Linked DNA regions of Mus musculus: regions 2, 3 and 4 are each linked to region 1. The links are chromatin contacts, called in public Hi-C and HiChIP or PLAC-seq maps. All regions are on one chromosome and are shown on one strand. The core of a region is the stretch at or near the end of the contact, and the rest is flanking DNA. Distances in the headings are between cores, read along the strand shown. Region 1 has its middle 28 kb from the start of Slc28a3. Region 2 has its middle 12 kb from the start of A230056J06Rik. Region 3 has its middle 14 kb from the start of Gm34788. Region 4 overlaps Gm34354 (a long non-coding RNA gene).

Region 1 (3,041 bases), core at 230-2,729:
ACCCAGAGACCTTCCTTTGTCAGGCTGCTGCTGTGTAGGTAGACTAGCCTGTGGCCCGGGTTGAGGCCACAGTTGGGTGGGGGGGGATGGAAAACAATTTGTGTTCAACTGCGCCCTCCAGTGGCCACCGGCAGCTGCAGCGCTGCCAACAACATTTAAGATTCTCTCTCTCTCTCTCTCTCTCTCTCTCTCTCTCTCTCAAAATGAAAGCTCAGAATTATTCTAAAGAGAACACTAAACTGGAGAGAGGAGGCATGCAGACTGCAAGTTTTTAAAACCTCTCCTTTATGTTTAAAACATCTCAAAACGTTCACAGATCTATAAAGAAAGGAACCAGGGCTGGAGAGATGGCTCAGTGGTTAAGAGCACTGGCTGCTCTTTCAGAGGTCCTGAGTTCAAATCCCAGCACCGGCATTGTGACTCACGACCATCTGTAATGAGATCTAACGCCCTCTTCTGGGGTATCTGAAGACAGCTACAGTATACTTCCATATAATAAATAAACAAGGAAGGAAGGAAGGAAGGAAGGAAGGAAGGAAGGAAGGAAGGAAGGAAGGAAGGAAGGAAGGAAGGGAGAAGAAAGAAAAAGCACATAAATGTGCCATATACCCCAATATACATTCACACACCCTATACGCACATTTCAACGAAGACCCCCCCCCCAGAATTATCAGCAGTTTCAGAAATTACAACTGATGGACCATAGTTGTGAGCCCCCACGTGGCTGCTGGGATTTGAACTCGGAACCTTTGGAAGAGCAGTCAGTGCTCTTACTTGCTAAGCCATCTCGCCAGCCCCAGGCACTGTACTTTCTAATCGAAAGCACCTTTGAACTTCATTCTAGAAGGAGCCTACCTGCGCACTGCTAATGCCTGGCTTTTTACAATTTGACCTTCAATCTAGACGTCACCCAAATGATGGACTCCGTGCTTGTGAACCCTCCCCTGCTACAGAGAAGCAACAAAGGGGGAAAGACATCAACTCTATAATCTGAGACGCTGACTGCTCCTACAGGGTTCTGAGCACCCACGCCGCAGCTGGCAGGCAACCATCTGCAACTTCAGGGTTGTATCTGATGCCCTTTTCTGGTATACATGGGTACTGCATGCATGAGCTACAGATACAGGCAGGCAAAGCATTCATACACATAAAATAAAAATAAATCCTTTCTAAAAATAGTGAATGTGGCACCATTCATTTTTACATTAATTTGTTATGAGTGTGTATGTGCACACACACATGAGCGTGTGAGTGTGTGCGTGGATGACGTGGCACATCTGTGGAGGTCAAGGGACAACTGTCAGGGTCAGTGCTTTTATTCTATCATGTGCGTCTCAGGGGTAGAATTCAGGTCATCAGGCCAGGTGGCAATCTCACCAGTCCAATAACTCCATCTCTAATGCTCTGTTAAATTGTGTGCCGTGTCAGCAAGCAGAGCTGGCATGAGCCCATTAGGAAGAAAATTGGACTGTTCATAAGTATGCGCCATCTGCTGGAGCATCCATGAGCAGCCCACGACATGGACACAGTGAATAGGGCTGCAGAGACAGTAGTGGAACTGGGTCCACAAGAACTCCTTTCTGCTTTTCATTGCTGGAGGACCCTGGCCTAAGCCCAAGCACCAGAGAACTAATGAACATTTAGTCTCAATCTGCAGCCTCCCTAGGGGACCACAGCAGAGTCTGCGGAAACGGTATAATTGTCTTGTTCATTACTGGAAACAGTAACTAAGTATCCTTCAGGACTCTCCAGCTCAAGATCTATAAGGATTTCTATTGTTCTGCTTCTCAGGCTTGGTATTTGTTTGGTGCTTTAAAAAGAGAGAAACCTGTCTCCTGCTATGTTTAAATGCCCAATCCCATCAGGACACTTCTGCAGCTGCCTGCATTGGGAGAAATCAGGAAATGACATCAAAGTCTAGACATAAAACAAAACATAAAAAGACATCTTTGAGACAAGCCTGGAGAAATGTGAGCATGAGCAATAGGTAGATGGTGACAAGCCTCTATTTCCAGTTTCCAGTCAGCTTGGGTACCACAGCTCAGTCTAAGGAAACCACACACAGCCATCTTTATCCTGCCCAGGACTGGGGAGACATGAGCTTAGAGATCTCCACCCAGACTCCAGAGGGTGGAGTAACCTTTATCTGAAGTTTTTGGGACCAGCATGCTTTTCTTCCTTTCTTTCTTCCTTCCTTCCTTTCTTTCTTTCTTTCTTTCTTTCTTTCTTTCTTCCTTTCTGCGTTTAGAATGTTTGCATATACATCATGTGTATCTTGGGAATGTGGCTCAGGGGCACACAAAATTCATTTAAAGAAAAAAATATATATATATACACACACACATATGTATCCTAAAGATATATACTTTTTATATATACACTTTTTTTCTCCTTTGGAGACATGTTCTTCTCCCTGTGTATCTCTGGCTGATCTGGTATTCACAAAGATCCTCCTACATCTGCCTCCAGAGTATTGGAATTAAAAGTGTGCACCACCACTCCTGGCTGGGTGGCTGGTCTTGTCTCTGAGACTGCATAACCACATAGCATTATCATTGAGAAATTCACACTTGAGAACCACACAATCAAGTTATAATAAATAAATAAATAAATAAATAAATAAATAAATAAAATCTCATTAACATTTAAAGTAAGTTTGTTATTTGTGACTGTATTCATAACTGCCCTTGGGGAGCTACCTGCAAAAGATCAGAGCCTCATTCAGGTGGCTATGATTAATCCCCCCAGCTGTCCACAGTGCAGGTTACTTGCTTGGGCTCTGGGGCCTCACGCCCTTTCTGAGCATGCTTGCCCTGTTGATACAATTTTGCTTTTCCCTCCTGGGCTTTCACATAGTATGCAGTCCCCAAGAGCCCGGCTTCTCCCTCTGACTCTTGACTGTAAGGAGGAAAGAAGACAATCAGGAGCCAGAAGGTATCAGTTACAGCCATTATTTTCCACTCAGGGTCTTATTTTGCATCTTTGTCTAATATCCATAAATTGAAACTTGAGGGATGGTCCAAAAACATTCCCAGAAGAGG
Region 2 (3,041 bases), core at 271-2,770, 930 kb before region 1:
AACAATTGAGTCAAATCATATAACTGCTCTAAATTTGAAAATTCAATATTGAAATATTTTACTCTTCTCTCCACATAATTAGAATTTCACATCCCAAATTGATAGGGTTGACTGACTTGCCAGTAATTTATTCTTAGTGTTAAAAATATGAAACAATGTGATTAACTTGTTGAAAAAAGAAAAGAAGACTTAATTTGGAGTATTTTTTTTCTGTATGCAGTGATTGCAACGTTCCTTTCCTTTCTTCCAAAAATTAAAGTACACTTTGTAATTCATTGAAATAGCAACAAGTTTATATATATATACATATATATGTATATACATACATATATATGTGTGTGTATAGTATTACATAATGTTATGTGGCTTTATTGAAGGAGGTATGGCCTTTTTGGAGGAAGTGGGCTTTGAGGTCTTAATGCTCAAGATCTGCCCAATGTGGAAGAGAGTTTCCTTCTGGCTACTTTTAGATCAAGACATAGAACTTTTGGCTTCTCTAGAACCAAGTCTGCCTGTACGATGCCATGTTTCCCACCATGATGATTTCATTCAAGGAGGAAAGCATCTATTCACAGGGAAGAAGCATCCTATCAAAACCCACCTTCTAGAAGACTGTTCCTGTGATCAGGAACTTGTGAGTCTGAGTATGCTTGAGCAGAATCTCCCAAGGGTCACTATCTCAGGATTTCTACTGCAACAATGAAACACCATGACAAAAGCAACTTGGGGAGGAAAGGGTTTATTTGGCTTTACAATTCTATACCACAGTTTATCATGGAAGGCAGTCAAGCGGGGGGGGGGGGGGGGGAAGACGGGGGACACAGGGCAGAAACCTGGAGACAGTAGCTGATAGAGAGGCCATAGAGGAGTGCTGCTTAATACATTGCTCAGCATGCCCCCTTATAGCATCCAGGACCACCAGCCTAGGGATGGACCCACCCACAGTGGGCTGGGCTTTCCCATATCAATCACTAATCAAGAAAAAGCCCTACAGCCTTACCTATGGCCCCATCTTATGTTGACATTTTCTCAGTTGAGGTTCCCGACAGTCAGGTGACTCCAGCTTGTGTCAGGTTGACTTAAAACTAGCCAGCATAGGTGATCTCAGGGATGCTTCACTGTGCATAGAGCAGAGTCCTGAACAACCAGAGAGAGGTTTGACCAGTTCATGCCAGTTGGGTCAGATTGCAATCTGACTTGGAAAATTAATTGTAAATGTAACTTTTGACAGGCAGAGGAACCAAGGGGAAGGAAGGCTGCAAATGTAACTTTTATTCTCCAGATGTAATTGTCTTGGAATATTACTGCCTCAGTCTGCTAACCTAGGCCTAGTCCTGAAAGCTTCTAGCCTCCGTACAATCTAATCCAGGGCTAGATGTTTTCAGCCTCTGAGACTTACTGCTGACTAAGCTCACTCTTTCTCTCTCTTTCTGTATTCTAGCTGGCTGATTCAGCTCAGCTGTTCTGGCTCAAACTCCTCTCCAAGCAAACTGACTCACTCTGGATTCTCTCTTGGCCTCAGAGTTACTCTGGCCATCTGTTCTAATCTCTGGCTCCTTCTCATTCTCTGGCTCATTCTGTCTTCGCCTGTGTCTAGCTTGTTCTCTCTTCAACCTGTCTGTGCAAAATTCTGCCTGTCAAGCTGCCTCCTCTCCTTTTTCTCTCTGTGCTGCTCTCTCTTAAGCATCCTCCTTTCCTCTCTGATCTCATGAGAGTTGGGCAGATCCTGTTCTGTAGGTCTTTCCCTGATTTGTCACGTGGTCTGCCCCTCAATAAGGCATTACTTTCAAACATGGTGTTTCCTTCTGCAAACTAACTTTACCTTCACTGTTTGAGATTAAAGGTGTGTGCTAAGACTGAGCCACACCACAACTAGAAAGAGGTTTTTTGTTTTTTGTTTTCCCCAGTAAACAACACAATCTCAGAGTTCACAGGGTGGTCAAATATCCTGCAACAGTCAATAAGCAGTTTTAATAGTAAAAGAAAGTAATTCCTCTCTTGGCTGGTGCATTGTTGACAGGGCAGTCCGTCCACAGAGGAGAGAAAGAAGGAAGAAGTGAGTCGGGCATAGATGACCCAGGCAATCTTCAGCTTCGACTGCAAGACTAGCAATCAGATTGTTTATTTATACAGATTTCCCCGAACAAAGATTACTCAAGAAGTATAGGTTATGCATTTGATTTTTCATTAAATGCCCAGGGTTACAAGTTCAGTCACAATTAGAAAAATACAAACAGATTTTTTTTTATCAGCCCTATAACTTCAATTTAAATAATCTAAAGAATGTCTCCTCCAAAGCAAATACATTTATTATATGTTAGCCTGCTTTTAGGTTAGGTGTTTTAAAGCACCCCAGACAAACAGAAACTATATGAACTGATCTTTTTATGAATAGCAAATACTAATACCTAATTTGTTTTATTATGTATCATCATCTATGCTATTCTATAAAGTAGGAAAAGTTCATTTTAGCCAGTCTATCTTATTTACTGAATTTATTCCTCCAGGGGTGCACCCTATGTGACTCCCTATGTATAGATGACATTTTCAGAGAGCTTTAAGTGTATTGTGAAGGGAGGTATTGAAACTGTAACCTATTCCCCTGACCAGTCAGAGTCTGTAAATTCTCTGTTTACCCTGCATCAATTATACAGTTTGAGCCATCTCAGGGAATGATATCCTAAGAAGATTACTGGATCAAATCAAATCAAATCCAGCTACGTACTTATCTGTGCTTCATGATCTCCAGGACATAAGGAAGACTTCCAAATAGTGGCCAGATGGTGTTAGTTTTAGGATTTTTCTAGAAAGACTCAGATATGATTTTCTCAGAAAAAGACATGAAATGAATCGTAATGCAGAAAGCCCCCAGGAATACAGCGCATGGAGACCAAACCCCAAAAGTGAGAGACAAGGACAGAACCGCAGCATGTGGCTCAGCCTTGCTGGAACTGTGTCAAGCAGCGGTGCTAGCTCCGTGACTCCCGTCTCTAGTGGGTATGGCTGTCCCACCCTCTTTTTCAGCAGCCACTTAAAATTAA
Region 3 (3,041 bases), core at 258-2,757, 790 kb before region 1:
TCTTTCTCTCTGTCTCTGTCATTATATTTCGAAAAGCTACTGGTTTTTATGTTGACGTTTTGTATGCTGCTACTTCTACAAAAGTTATGCTCTTCACTCCTGTGTCAGTGCCAAGGCCTAAAAGTGACAAGGAAGTCCACAAGATCTGGGGATGGCTCAGATATGTGAAAACCAGAAGAGCAGAGGTGGGGGAGTCCAAGGCCTGCTGTGGAGACAGACCCTAGTGACAAAATGGGACACTTGAGCGTGTACACAGAACAGATGGGTAATGGCGATGCTGTCAGATGACCACAGAGTGATGAACTGAAGAGAAAGGTCAGGAGAAGGAGCAGGGATTACATATTTATAGGACTGTCAGGACAAAGATGGGAATGGCTTGTGACTGAACTGCAGGTCTGAGATGAACCATTGGGAACAGTGGCTGGAGACACCACATAGGGGAGATGCCTGAGTAGCAAGCAGTGCATGATTTGACAGCACCCCACACCCCACTCATCCCCAGACACCACATAGGGCAGACGCCCAAAGAAGCCACTGCCTGCTGGTGTGACAGCACCCCCTCTTCAGGTTTCCACAGTCTCTCCAGTTTCTTATCTCCCTCTCCCTCTTGGCTTCTTCCCTATGAGATTGCGTACTGCAGGTTTGTGGGCACACGTGCACGGCTGGCTTGAGTCTGCTGGGAGAACTGGTAAGAGAAGGAGGGAGTGGTTGGATACTCGGAGATGTCAGGCATGGACAGGATGGATCTAGGACTTGGCTCTGATAAAGAGGGAGAGAATTGTATTCCTTGTTTCTGGTTCTCCTGCCTCGCCTCCACCTTCCCACGGAGATTTCGGAGAAAGAAGTAAAGAATTACATATTCATCAGGCCGGACCCAAAGTGCCGACATAAACACGTGACAGCACGTGGGTCAAAGCTGATGGGATTCCTGTATGCCAAACCTCTTCACATATAGAGCAACTCAGGTGACACTGCTGTGTGGTTCCCTGTCCGGCTTTCTAAGGTTGAGACAGTCTCATTCTCTCTCTCTCTCTCTCTCTCTCTCTCTCTCTCTCTCTCTCTGTCTGTCTCTCTCTCTCTCTGTGTCTCTCTCTCTCTGTCTCTCTGTCTCTCTCTCTGTCTGTCTCTCTCTCTCTCTGTGTCTCTCTCTCTCTGTCTCTCTCTCTCTGTCTCTCTCTCTGTCTCTCTCTCTCTCTCTCTCTCTCTCTCTTTTCCGAGACGGTTTCTCTGTATAGCCCTGGCTGTCCTGGAACTCACTTTGTAGACCAGGCTGGCCACACAAAAGGGTTTTGAGACACTGGTGAGAACAGAAGGGAAAGCATCTCCCAGTGAGACCTGGTCAGCAGAATGCATCTCTTTCCTCTGTGAACAAAGGGGCCAGTGGAAGGAAGAGTAAGGTGGCAGCAAAGCGGCTACTGAAGGTCCTGCAAAGGGGATGGGCTGCTGCTGAACTGACAGCGCCATGCGTCTTACTGAGCATGCGCAGAGCTGCTGTGCGGTGGGGGCCAGACAGGCCCACCCTGAGAGCAGAGAAAGGAGAGTCTGGAGAGCGCTCCATTAACCATCAGTGAGAGCTCTGGATAGGGGCCTGGGACCAGCATGAGATAACAATGCACAGGGGGTTGTCTGAAACAAGGAGGCCAGCAGGCTAAGAAGAACAAATAGCATAACGCGGAACATAGGTTCCGCAGAGAAATGAAAGCAATCCAATGTTTTGGAATAGAGTGCGGGGCTGGTTTAAACCAGCGCCTGGTGGCTTTTCTCCATCTTGGAGGGTGGCATCCTCAGCCTCTGAACAGCGTGGAAGAGCGTGTTTCTAATTATCACGTTGGGCCTTTGATCTGCTCTAATTATTTGTTTCCTCTGTAAACAAACTAGACTCACTGATGCTGGGCTTGGCTCACTTCTCTGCTTGGAGGTGGTTGGCGGCGGGCCACCAGTGCTTCACAAATGACACACAAGTGCCCTGGCTCCCACACGTAGTGCAGACACAGGGCTTCTACTGCGTGCTACAGATATGCAGGATTGTTGGCTGAGGTTACCTTACTGGTCTCTCTCTGTCTTGTCCTTTCCAGGAAGCTCTGGAAAGAGATGGAAGAGACCATGATACAATCAAGCAAAACCGGCTACACACAAGTGGGAGCACCAGCAGGCCGTAAAGGCCGGACACATCATCATTAAAAACACCCAAGGTGGAGGCTGGAGAGCTGGCTCAGCAGTTAAGAGCACTGACTGCTCTTCCAGAGCTCCTGAGTTCAACTCCTACCAACCAGCAACCACATGGTGGCTCACAACCATCTGTAATGGGTTCCAATGCCCGCTTCTGGTGATGTGTCTGAAGACAGCTATAGTGCACTCATATAAATAAAATAAATAAATAAATCTTAGCAGAAAATTACCCAAAGCTTCTGGGTCAGTCTTGTGGAATTTATGGACTCAGCCCACACCTGAAACTCGAGCATCCAAACTGTAAAACCTCCAGCAACCGTGAGATGAGGGCTCCACGTGGGTGTGGCCACTCTTATGACCTGAGAAGGATTTTTGCATATATTCTTGTGAATTCTACTTTTTAAAGCAGTTATTAAAAATTTGGTCTTAGGATAGAACAGAGAGCTTCACATGTGTCTAGCCTGTGCTCTAACCATTGATCGGCTGCCCTAGACCAGGCCTGTGAATTTGAGAATTAAAAAGTAATTTATTGAGGTATATTTTACATATGATATAATTCACCCACTTCAAGTACACAACACAATGTTTTTTGTTTTTTGTTTTGTTTTTTGTTTGTTTTTTGAGAGAGGGTTTCTCTGTATAGCCCTGGCTGTCCTGGAACTCACCTTGTAGACCAGGCTAGCCTCGAACTCAGAAATCCACCTGCCTCTGCCTCCCGAGTGCTGGGATTAAAGGCATGCTCCACCACGGCCGGCCCAATGTTTTTTAAAAAAAGATATTTACTTTTATGTGCATAGGTGTTTGACTGTATATGTGTATGTGTATCATATGTGGACAGTGCCCATGGAGGCCAGAAGAGGGCATCAGATCCT
Region 4 (3,041 bases), core at 197-2,696, 560 kb before region 1:
AAATGACCTGGAGAAGGGTGCATTTTGAGATAGCTTTTATCATAGCTCCGGGCAGAGGGATGGATAGCAATGGGAGCTCACACTAAAGAGGTCCCCATGCAGACCTGTAGTTTAGGTCTCCAAAGTGACTTTTAAGGACTTAATTAGATGTAGGTGGAATCAGGAAAAACCTGGTAATGGAATGCAAAGAGGTCCCCTTGGGGATTTAGTTAGGAGTGGAGTAGAGTTGTCTGTCGAGCACTTTGTCCTTTATGACTGTCTGCTAGGTACACACTCAGAGCCCTGCTTCCCTTCTGGATAGCCACCTTGTTAATGGTGGTGAGCATCGGTGGTAACCCGCTTGAAAGCAGGATCTGTGGGCGCTCTCTTCTTTCCTCAGGTGTGGGAGTTTCAGTTCTGATTCTGCTAACTGGAGAGCTTTTAGCCAAAGAGCAAATGTCTGGCGCATCTGAGGGAAATTGTAGTGAAGTCTCCATTTGCCCAGAGTCCCTTTAACGGTGCAGGAGAGCACACGATGTGCTTTTCCCTGATGTCTCATTACTTCAGGCACCAGCCCATCATCAGGACCACGATTGACGTCTTATTAGAGCCATCATTATGTCCTTGACATTATTTTAATAGCAACTGGGAACTTCGGGTAGAAATAAATCACAAGCAAGCAGTCCTGAGTCTGAATTTCTTCTAGGTGACTTCTGGACTCAACTCCATGCCCTCTCTTTGGTTGTAAATGCAATTAAGTGGCTCCTTGTCAGCCAGGACCACTGAGACAGATACTTGTCACAGCTGTGTTCTGTGCATTGGCTGTAACACTGAAGATCCATCCATGATCCGAGCTCCTATATATCAAATATTAAAAGAGTCCCATTAGATGTGATGGGGTGGGAACCCTACCACCGTGTTACCCTCTCACATCAGTATGTAATACATATATCTAAACGCTTCCTTCAGCTGTTGCTGGATGACAGCCGTTGCTACCATTTTGACTTGAACAGGCGGTCTGGGTTTCTGTCTTTCCAAGCTTGACTATCTCAAACATCTCATTTTCAGAAGTTCTCTGCCCTTTCTTTCATTTCTTCTTTCGTTCTCCGGCAACATATGAGGCTTTACTTTTTTTTTTCTTTTTTTCTGCAGCGTGCTGATGCAAACTGCAGATTTTTGGAAATCTGTTCTGTGGCTAGTTTCCTTATACTATAAATATCTCACTTGGCTGCTTTAGAGGTGGATGATTTACAAATTTGGGGAAAATTTAAGTAAAATCAGGCTCCCATTAGTTATGATGGCCAAGAGAGCCAAAATGCTCCAAATCTTGCTTCTGTGAACCTTTCCGTGGAATTTGCCTGAGAAGCAGATAAATCTGTGTGATGACAGTCTATAAATAAGAGATAAATCTATAAATAAGAGACAGCTGTTCCCACCTCAATAAAAACGCACAGCAAGTAGAGTGGTTCATGGGAAAACGCTCTCACCACTTTGAGTCAAGTCAATAGGTTCTCAGGCTTGCACAAACTCACGATCATGGGATGCTTGATTGAAAATCAGTCTTCAGCACCCAAGCTTCTTGCAGGGTGGGTCAGAGAATTCTGCTTTCCCCGATGTTCAGATGACATCGAGCCTCTTGTCTGGGAACCTCACTCTGGGAACTGAGCTAGACCTTTGTTACTTCCAAGAAACAGAATGTTCTTCACTTTCTGGACATTTTCCTTCACTTGGTGACAGTAAAGGAGTTACAAATGAGGGACCAGCAGCACTCAACCCTGCCCAGTGCAAAAGGGGTCTAGATCTGTCCGTGAGAGCTCACAACATGATGGCCATTGACATCCATGGGTTCTGAGAACATCTCCCGTTTCACTGAGGCCAAATGCTTTCTACACAACCCACATTCCACACCCACATAAAGACAGGCAGACTGAGCCTTCTCTACTCTGGTCTCTGTTTCAAAGACAATTAAGACAGTTTATAGGGGTGTGTAAAATAAATCAGAATTCAAAGGGAGACAACTGACAGAAAGTAAGAGGAAATTGAATGTTCTGAAATGAGCGCTGCTGAAAGGCTTGGCACACAGCTAGAGAAGTCACTCACAAATGTAGTCAGAGTGTCCTCCTGTGAATCAGGGAACTGTGATGAGGTCCAGAAAGAGCCTGAAGTCTAAGCCTGTACCTGTTTCTCATGTATTGCATCTTATTAGAACCAGGCAGATCACTGCAATGCCTAGGTTTGAGCTGGTCCCAGTACCCTGGTCCTCACAGCACCCCGGGAGCTTCGAGCTTTCCTTATGGGCATGAAAAGCTTATGGCTGGGCCCCAGAGATAGAAAAGGGAAAGAACACTGTGTGACTTTCTCATTGGTGGTCCATGACTGTCTAGCTGGTCTAGTCTTCTGAAGGTAGCCCATGGTCAGGTGACAGGAGCTGACAAATCAGTCACTCAAGTGCCTATGTGATGAATGAGAAAGAAAGAAGTTCAAAATTATCTCCCATTAGGAAGCAGAAATTGGTTCTCTGGAATCTAACTTCTTGAGTTCTTTGTATATATTGGATATTAGCACACTATCAGATAGAGAATTGGTAAAGATCTTTGCCCAATCTGTTGGTTGCCATTTGTCCTATTGACGGTGTCCTTTGTCTTACAGAAGCTTTGTGATTTTATGAGGCCCCATTTGTCAATTTTTGATCTTAGAGCATAAGCCATTGGTGTTCTGTTCAGGAAACGTTCCCCTGTGCCCATGTGCTCGAGGCTCTTCCCCACTTTCTCTTTTATTAGCTTCAGTGTGTCTTGTTTTATGTAGAGGTTCTTGATCCACTTGTACTTTAATTTTGTACAAGGATATAAGAATGGATCAATTTGCATTCTTTTCATGATAACTGCCAATTGAGCCAGCACCATTTGTTGAAAATGCTGTATTTTTTCCACTGGATCATTTTAGCTCCTTTGTCAAAGATCAAGTGGCCATAGGTGTGTGGGTTCATTTCTTCAATTCTATTCCATTGATCTACCTGCCTGTCACTGTACCAATATCATGCAGGTTTTATCACAATTGCTCTG

The links. A called contact is a pair of places that touch in the nucleus more often than the background predicts. HiChIP or PLAC-seq counts read pairs in DNA pulled down with a chosen protein or histone mark.
Region 2: a Hi-C map of cortical neurons shows a contact between it and region 1, with 3 times the contacts expected there. The contact joins two enhancer-like sites. A contact is called at or near these places in 2 of 39 promoter capture datasets (embryonic stem cells and hippocampal neurons), 8 of 484 Hi-C or Micro-C datasets (the Ba/F3 cell line, the G1E-ER4 cell line, cerebellum and 4 more), 9 of 115 datasets of contacts at active chromatin or transcription factors (astrocytes, cardiomyocytes, embryonic forebrain and 6 more) and 1 of 9 other capture datasets (embryonic stem cells).
Region 3: a Hi-C map of cortical neurons shows a contact between it and region 1, with 4 times the contacts expected there. The contact joins two enhancer-like sites. A contact is called at or near these places in 2 of 15 datasets of contacts at CTCF or cohesin (embryonic stem cells and large pre-B cells), 12 of 484 Hi-C or Micro-C datasets (the G1E-ER4 cell line, the N1E-115 cell line, bone marrow-derived macrophages and 6 more) and 3 of 115 datasets of contacts at active chromatin or transcription factors (SST interneurons, embryonic forebrain and embryonic hindbrain).
Region 4: a contact with region 1 is called in an H3K27ac HiChIP or PLAC-seq map of SST interneurons, with 7 times the contacts expected there. The contact joins two enhancer-like sites. A contact is called at or near these places in 1 of 39 promoter capture datasets (hippocampal neurons), 2 of 15 datasets of contacts at CTCF or cohesin (large pre-B cells and stem cell-derived epiblast-like cells), 11 of 484 Hi-C or Micro-C datasets (the C10 cell line, the HPC-7 cell line, LSK cells and 3 more), 4 of 115 datasets of contacts at active chromatin or transcription factors (SST interneurons, embryonic stem cells, epiblast stem cells and 1 more) and 1 of 9 other capture datasets (embryonic stem cells).

The regions. Positions count from the first base shown.
Region 1 is chr13:58,637,594-58,640,634 of GRCm38.p6, reverse strand. No RefSeq gene overlaps it. Among named protein-coding and RNA genes, the nearest start is that of Slc28a3, 28 kb to the right of the region's middle. Within about 2 kb of position 1,479, at least 13 of the 459 cell types and tissues checked have an H3K27ac peak or open chromatin away from gene starts, as enhancers often do. A contact at or near this core is called in SST interneurons, cerebellum and cortical neurons, where this site is marked.
Region 2 is chr13:59,571,215-59,574,255 of GRCm38.p6, reverse strand. No RefSeq gene overlaps it. Among named protein-coding and RNA genes, the nearest start is that of A230056J06Rik, 12 kb to the left of the region's middle. Within about 2 kb of position 1,520, at least 25 of the 459 cell types and tissues checked have an H3K27ac peak or open chromatin away from gene starts, as enhancers often do. A contact at or near this core is called in cerebellum and cortical neurons, where this site is marked.
Region 3 is chr13:59,430,172-59,433,212 of GRCm38.p6, reverse strand. No RefSeq gene overlaps it. Among named protein-coding and RNA genes, the nearest start is that of Gm34788, 14 kb to the right of the region's middle. Within about 2 kb of position 1,507, at least 41 of the 459 cell types and tissues checked have an H3K27ac peak or open chromatin away from gene starts, as enhancers often do. A contact at or near this core is called in cerebellum and cortical neurons, where this site is marked.
Region 4 is chr13:59,199,661-59,202,701 of GRCm38.p6, reverse strand. Gm34354 (a long non-coding RNA gene) reads right to left here. Exons shown (of 6, transcript XR_382523.2): 6 at 1-2,431. The region is part of intron 2 of Gm34558 (a long non-coding RNA gene); the gene reads left to right. Among named protein-coding and RNA genes, the nearest start is that of Gm34558, 15 kb to the left of the region's middle. Within about 2 kb of position 1,446, at least 5 of the 459 cell types and tissues checked have an H3K27ac peak or open chromatin away from gene starts, as enhancers often do. A contact at or near this core is called in SST interneurons, where this site is marked.